Linked DNA regions of Anas platyrhynchos: region 2 is linked to region 1. The links are chromatin contacts, called in public Hi-C maps. All regions are on one chromosome and are shown on one strand. The core of a region is the stretch at or near the end of the contact, and the rest is flanking DNA. Distances in the headings are between cores, read along the strand shown.

What was found. Hi-C and Micro-C count contacts between places; a contact is called where the count stands out from the background.
Region 2: a Hi-C map of F5 follicle shows a contact between it and region 1, with 3 times the contacts expected there. The contact joins two enhancer-like sites. A contact is called at or near these places in 3 of 8 Hi-C or Micro-C datasets (F5 follicle, skeletal muscle and small yellow follicle).

Annotation. Positions count from the first base shown.
Region 1 is chr12:5,524,756-5,528,468 of IASCAAS_PekinDuck_T2T, reverse strand. No RefSeq gene overlaps it. Among named protein-coding and RNA genes, the nearest start is that of DYNLRB2, 47 kb to the right of the region's middle. Within about 2 kb of position 2,173, at least 3 of the 8 cell types and tissues checked have an H3K27ac peak or open chromatin away from gene starts, as enhancers often do. A contact at or near this core is called in F5 follicle and small yellow follicle, where this site is marked.
Region 2 is chr12:5,559,830-5,563,926 of IASCAAS_PekinDuck_T2T, reverse strand. No RefSeq gene overlaps it. Among named protein-coding and RNA genes, the nearest start is that of DYNLRB2, 83 kb to the right of the region's middle. Within about 2 kb of position 1,391, at least 4 of the 8 cell types and tissues checked have an H3K27ac peak or open chromatin away from gene starts, as enhancers often do. A contact at or near this core is called in F5 follicle and small yellow follicle, where this site is marked.

The sequences.
Region 1 (3,713 bases), core at 924-3,423:
GATACAGACAGGCACCTCATGTCCAGCTGTGTTACAAATATGCCAAAAACATTTTTACTTAAAAGTGATCTGAAATTTAGACAATGTTGTGTTTTCCTGTTTAAAATTACTTTAGCCTCATTGTAAAAGATACCCAAGGTCTGCAGAAAACATTGTGAAACTACCCTGAAAATAGTGTCTCAGATGTTTAAAAATCCAAATAAGTTTCCCTTTAAAGACAGCGTGAACATTTCCATTCATTTTCAAGGAATAATTGTGAAAAACATAGATGGAAATGAAATGCATTCATTTTTTAAAAAATGATTTTTTTTTTTAATCTTGGTTTCTGAAGCTTCCACACTTTCAAATAAGTTAGCTGGAGTTTTGCCACTGACTGCATCACTAACAGGATCAGGATCAATATTTTCTGATAGAAAATAATAAGGCTATAACTCAGTTATTTTGTTTCCTAAATAAAATTTAACATCTTCATCATCCAGATTCTTTTTTGAATACAGCCTATTTGGTAAGAAGCTGATGACCTATCTTTGACATAGAAAGGCTGTTCTTCCACTAAATAGACTGTTGTAAATTCAGTTTCGATAAAATCTGACTCTCTGCAAGCAAAGAAACGTACCAGATATCAAGCCCTCATTCTTACACTTCTTACTGACATGTGAGATTTGCCAGATAAAGGAATTTTGCCAGCATCAAGACCTTGGAATTTTATTCAAAATCCTTTCCTATACCCAGTGCAAATACTATGTATTATGCTTTTTGTACATTAAAAACACAACAAAACAACCAAGAAAGAATAAATAAGAACAGTCTGTAATTTGTAATGGATTTCTATCTTTGGGACTAAATTACACAGGATTGGACTTCAGTGTTTTAAAATTACAGATTTTCTGTATTTTTCACAATACTTTGGAAATTACATTGTTTAAGTTACAGTCTGTATTATCCTCATGTTGAAGAAAGTTTAAATACTACTACCATAAACATAGAATATCTGACTTTAAATAGCAGGAGTTATCCAATCTGAAGTAGAAAAAAATTGGCTCAGTTACATGTAAATACTTGTATTATGAAGTGACTAACAAAAACAGTGTGTTCACCTTCCTAATACATTTGTTCCTTGATATTTCTGCTGTGCGTGTCATGTTTGGCATCACTAACTAGATTGTGTCCCAGAAAGAAGCACAGACATTATGTTCCACACAGGTCCCAAAATCTGCTAACCTAAAGCAATAATATTAAGAGAAAAATTACTTAAAACAAGCAGATTTTTTTCTACTCTAAAATAAACATTTTTTTTTGCTATCCATTGCCATTAACAAGGAACTTGTGATCTAATAAATGTCACAATCAGTTTCATTTAATTAAAATAATAAATATTATACAGTAATGCAGATTGACATTTATATCTTCATTTACGTGAAGTTGGATTTATGGTCAATGCTTTATTTGATGGAGGCCACAAATAATGTCTATTAAACTGCCACAGGATGGACACAAGATCACATTAATGAAATTAGACAAGGCAAGGCACTGATATATGGAGCCCTCCTGCTAGAAAATAAAGTAAGTCATGTCCAAAGCAGATGTTTTTTTTGGCTGCAGTTTAAGTTTGCTAAATTTTTAGTGAGCAGTTTAACTTCACATACACAAAGGTTTAAAGGAACAGAACTCCTGTGACAACGCCTTGCAAGATGATCTACAATTAATGCAGCGCATTAGCTCGACTTCCCCTGTCACTTTAATGCAAGAATGATTCTTAAGTGCAAAGGAATGTCTAAGACAGCACTGACTATAAAATTTGAGTTAAGCCTAAAATAAGGTTTTTGTGCTTATTAGTGGAACAAATACCTCATTTTAATTTGGCTAATTAAACATACATTCAAGAAGTTAACTAATAACACAATGATTTCTTCTCAATTCTTTTTCTTTCTTAATAAAAAGAAGATATTACTTTTTTTTTTCTTTTTTTTTCCCCCAATATTGGTGTAAGGTTATTACAGGCCAAACAGAAGGGATCAGCAGAAGACATTTCCACAGGAGAGGGTTCTCTTCTTACCTCCACAGTTGCACCCGTACCAGTTTTTCTAGCCCATCCTGGAACACGATGCACTGGGTGACAGTTCATTGCTTCTCACTCCAGTTTTCCACGAAAGATAATCCAGCATTATCTATCCTCACAGTGCTTGCTTAACAAATCAGACTAGTTCATTGCTCTGCTGCAGTGAATAAATAATCTCAAGTAGCAGAACATTGTGAAAACAAAACAAACTTGCCTTGTGGGCAAATTATCTAACTGGATGTTGTGCGTGAAGTTTAGATAAACATGCAGTTACACGGAACAGCATCTCAAAGTTTGATATTTATCTTTCTGGATTTATTTTCACCTCAGGATCTTTATGTGCCATGTTAATACGATGCCACACAGGTTCAGTGGGGAGAGAAAAAAAAAAAAAAGGAATTGGGCACAGTCATTTTGGGTAGCAAGGTAGACAATAAAAGACCTGAAACAATGAGAAGTCATTATATTTTCTGCTTCTGAACTAGACAAATGGTTTTTAAAGCTGTGCCTTCTAACAAATGGCTTGGTTTGGTCATTTATGCTAAAATTTAAGCCTGAGGGCCTGGTCTAAATAACAATACCTTCATTAATCAATTTCTAACAGCTAAAATCCTATTTCTGGCTCTAGAGAGGAATGCAATATAGTCAGCTGAAATTCAGCCTCACATTCCTCAGGCTCAGGTGAAAACAACACTACAAACATGCTATTCAGTAATTTGTCCAGCTTCTTGATCTATTTATCAGAGAACACGGAGATGATTTAAGTAACTGTTCTACTTGCCCTGTTCCAGAATCATTCCCGCATTCTGTTTCAAATTCTCTCCTGAACAAAATTAATTTTCTTATACAGATAAATCTATGCTTACACTCTTGAGAAACCAGAAACAGGTAAATGCAAGGCCTTAGGCACTTCTACTTCCACACAACAGAAGTCATACCGTGATGAAATACTGTTGGGTCAACTTGTGACTTTTAGCCACTGCCAGACACAATACCAGACCTGAACAAGACGCAATCCCTTCCCAAGGGTCCTGCCACATGGGCTAAGTTATGTTACTCCCCTTGTACTGCACAGGTTGTTCTACTCTGCAGAGCCACGCTGCTCTGCTGAGTGATGTAGACCTGGGCAATACTACATTTCTCCATGCTCCCTTCTTCGTGTGATGCCAAAGCAACCCTTGTCTCGCTGCTACAGGGCAGCCAGCCCACTGGAGGCCTTGCGTCAGCCTTTGCAGATGTATGATGTGAAAATATCAGCTGGTCCAAACCAACCAAATGGCTCCCTGTTCCTGACCTTGCCTCTTAGGTCTGTCCTTGGAGCCTATGGGAATCCAAACTACAGCAGCGAACCCAACTGCCACACGCAACCTGCCTGAGGCCCTGACGAGCCCATCCTGAGAAAGAGTGTAATAAATATAATGAGCATTTTATAGGGATATTTCCCTTTGGCTCTGTATATGCCTTTATCCTGTGGAGAGGCTCAGGAATGCTGTGGGTGCAGAACACACCTGCTTTTACAAGGTATGAGAAGCACGGCAAGGGCAGCTGGGGAGGCGTCATGCAAGAGGCTCCTGGCCTCCGTGGTGAGGGCACACGACATGCTACAAAGCCAGCATGAAGTCAGCACCTCTCTGGGCAGCACCACACAGAGGTG
Region 2 (4,097 bases), core at 142-2,641, 36 kb before region 1:
AATTAAGAAACAATGGAAGTTTTATGCATTAATAAGAGTGCTGTTAAGCACCCAACTAACAGGTCTTTCATTAAAGCCCAACAAGTGTGCTTTCCCCCTGCTGCACAGAACCTTTACAAATGCTTGCAGAGATTTCAGCGGCGCTCTCCTGAACTCCCAGCAGATACCAGCAATCTGCTGGCAAAATCCTTCCACTATTGCCAGGAAAAAAAATCACGCAGGATCCTGTACAGTGGGTTTTAGCCCCAGAGCCACAGTTCAGGGACTTTTCTAGTTAAAAGTGTACCACAAGGAAAGCTCAGCACACATGTGGAAGGAGTGTGGAGCAAAATAGAAAGAGCCTTGCTCTGCCTGGGAAGTTCTCTGCTTGGGGTCACAACCAGCAAACCACATCTTGGGGCTGGGAGAGCACTTGCACCCCTCCTGATCAAGAGGTTCAGGTGCCAGGTGTCGCTCATCCATACATGACACACATCCCAGCGTGGAGCTATGAGGTGCCCGCATCTCCAGGGCTTTGTTTCTTACTTTCAGAATCAGCCCAGTCAACACAACTCCAGCTCAAAAGGGAAACACTCATTCCAAATCTGCTAAATCTGGCAAAGGTTTGGATTCAGGCCCAAGCTCCATGGCCTGGAACTCTTTTTTTTATGACGAACTAAATCCTGAAGCTGAGAATCCACAAATTTCTTGAAAATACATGCTTAATATGAACTTGGAGACTAACCCCATAGTCCGAGTCTATTACTCAAGTACATAGACTGTCCTGGCAGGACATCCAGTTTATGATTACTCTTTTATCTCTGTAAAACATAATCTGTCCATAGCAAAGTCAACAGACAGCCATCTGCAGCACATATTTTGCTTCCACTTACAGCCTCCGCCCTGCGATTCTTTTCATGTAAACTAATAACCAGCTCCCATGTGCCAGTGCTTTATTGGCGTTGGATCGCTGCACCCATTCTCTGCTGCAATCACTGCGTACCCAGGGTTTCACGTGTAGAAGCCAATTCAAGCAAAATTAACAGATGACAAGGGAGAGAGCTGCTTCCTTGCACCAGGCCCAGACAGGGTGCTGTTTTGCCATCCAAGCTTTCAGCAGCGTTGGGTTTCTGGTTCTTTAGTTTGCTTTTCCCCCAGTTTTATGCTATCAGTGAAAATTAATCCCTCTGCACTTTGCAGTAGAGCAAAAGGTTAGGAGGAATCACAGAAAGAGAGACAAACCGTTCCAGGATTATCTCGTAGAGCTGAGAGGCAGGATCTGTAAGAGGACTGAGGGGTTAGAAAAGAAAAAAAAAAAAAAAGCTAAAAATAACAAATCACTCCAACTGATAAATAACAGCAGCAACATGTCCCCTAGATACCGCCCAGCTCCCTGGTGCTCTCCATTCCCTCTCCGGGACTGCTGCCAGCTGCAGTGGGCAATATCTTGCCCTCCCTGCAGCGGGGCCACCTCTGCTCCGAGCCTTCCCTCGGCCATCAAGGCCAGACACCAAGCTTTATTTAATCCATGATTAAATCCTGAACTGAGGAAGAACAAGCAAAAAAGGAAATGTGATTGTTGATGTTTATTAGTTTCCCTTTGGTTTTGTATTTTGGAGGAGTTTGCTGTTGTTTGTTTTTTAAGAGCTTCACCTTTTGCTTTGCTCAGGGACGCTGGAGTTAAATCACCTTACATCATCCCAGGGCTGCAGCAACTGCTGGCATTCCTCTTAAAAACTGAATGCAAATGCTGCAGGTGACATTCCTTTGAAGTTGCATTCTTAGTTCTCCAGAAGATGCTTAATGACACCAGCAAACATTATCCAAGGCACTACAATTAAGCCTTCTCTAAAGCCCCTGCACAAAAGACACCCAGCTCTGAGCACACCCGCCCAGGATGCCGCACGCTGTTGGATGGGGGCAAGCCTGGGCACACTCAGATTTTAACTCATTTATAGGTGACCTCCTTGCCAGTGTCTTTCTGGGTGTTCAGTGCACTCCAGGATTAATCCCTCTTGATTTTTCAAGTAAGAAATAACCAGGCAGCACAGAGAATCAGTCAGCAGACAAAGGCTGTGCTGGTACCCCTGCAGGAATGGTGTTTGCTGCCCTCGAACTGAGGCTCAAACCACAGAGCACTTTCCCTGCCTGCCCAGGGCTCTGAAGAGGCGATGGCAGAGCAGAGCAATGGCAAACAGGCTGTGGTACTCTCCCAGCAATTTCCAGTTCCCATTTAAATACCATCTCGCCTGCTCATGTTACATTTTCAGTATAAAATGACATTCGAGCACATTAGACGCCGGGAGCCAGGCTTAATCTCGGGGTGTGGCTGATATTTTACCCAGGGTCCACATCATGCTTTGAGTAGCTGTACAGCAGGACAAATAGTCTCCGCTGAGCTTTTGTTTTACATATTAATGCTGCTAATTTACATGCAATCTTCATTCGATCCTGGCCAGGCCCTATTTTCTCAACCTCCACCTGTTCCTATGCCACAGGGCATTTGTCTCCAGCCCGGATTGATTGAACGGTGGGGGAAAAGTTGATGGGGTTGTTCCATAGAGATGCCTAACCCCAGAAGATGTTGAAGAGGGGTTTATGTGCACAAATATATTCATGAACAACAACAAGAGAGCAGGATTTACTGGTGCCTGCCACCAGATCCTGAGTTATGACGAGGACTGTGTCAGTTGAGCTATTTTCAATGTTCTTTTGTTTAGGGTTGATTAGAAGTGCAGTCTGAACTGCGCGGCTCCCACTGGCAGCCTGATAAATACGGGCACAGCAGCTTTGTTGATTGTCCTCCTCTCCCCTCCCTTTCACTCCCTCTCCTTAAAAATGCATTTCCAGAACTGCTCCATTCATTCTGTAGTCAGGCCACCAAAGGAAATCAGAATTTACTGGAAGGCCTTTGGTTTTCAGGAAGCTATTTAGGGAAAGTGAGAGAAAAAATCCCTTGGGAAAATCTCATCTGAAAAAAAAACCAGCGCCTTTGGAAAAAAAATCCAACACAAACATTAGGCATGAATATACCAACATGCCACTAAATAAAAATAATCCTTAGAGCTTACACAGAGCTTTCTGACTCTACAAAGCAAACATTAACCAATTAGTTAAAGCTAAAACACAAGCGTTAAGGTCAGCTATGCACTAAGCTGCTGCACTGGAAATCTGAACTAAGTCCACAGAATTACAGAATTCAATCACAGCACTTGGGATTTTCGGTAGCACTGCTCACAGCCGAGTCTGGCCAATTGATCAAATACAAAAGTTGTAAACTTTCAGATGCCACTCTGTGTGTGCACGTACATGCCATGCGCCACTAGAGCTTGGCAACCGGGCTACTGACATTTTTTTCCAGGGACATTCAAATATGCAGGAAGATTTTTTCACTGCCTTTCCATCACTGAGTTTTATGGTGAATAATACTTCTGGGGCTTGAACGCCTCCACACACACACACAAAAAAAAATCTTAAGTAAATACTGATACTTTTGGAGTATCCACTGCATCATCCCTGCTGCCTGCAGCAGCTCTTTGGAGCAAGCACTTTCTGTTAAGCTCAAAGCTTAGCAGAGCTAGAAAAAAAAATCTCAAAAGCATCTCACTGAACTCCGAAGTTTCCAGCTCTAAAACAAACACGCTTCTATCTCTTTAAATCTGCTTCCTCATAACCACAAACATGTATGTTTTTCATAAAGCTCTGGAAATTGTACTGGACCCAAGGGAAGGTACCAAGTGGAAACCCTGATATCTTGAGATTAGAACTCTACTAGTCCTGAGGTACAATGTGCTGTTTGTAACAATTATAATAATACACCTGTACTACCATTGTCAGTGTGGAGTAGCCACATGGGGTCTCATTAGTATTGTATTAGGACTGCATGGGGAAACGGATAATGGCCCATAATGAAAAATGCCAAATTTTCTATATAATAAAAATGAACTTGATTAATGAAAATCACTTTCAGGGAAAGAGTTACAGCGTTGTTAGAAATAAAAAATGATGTATTAATCCGACACTCTTACAGATGGTCCCAACCTCCTGACAACTGCTATTCATTTGAGATGCTATTAGCATGCATAATTATGCTAATTAAGTTGTAATTAAGCACCAAT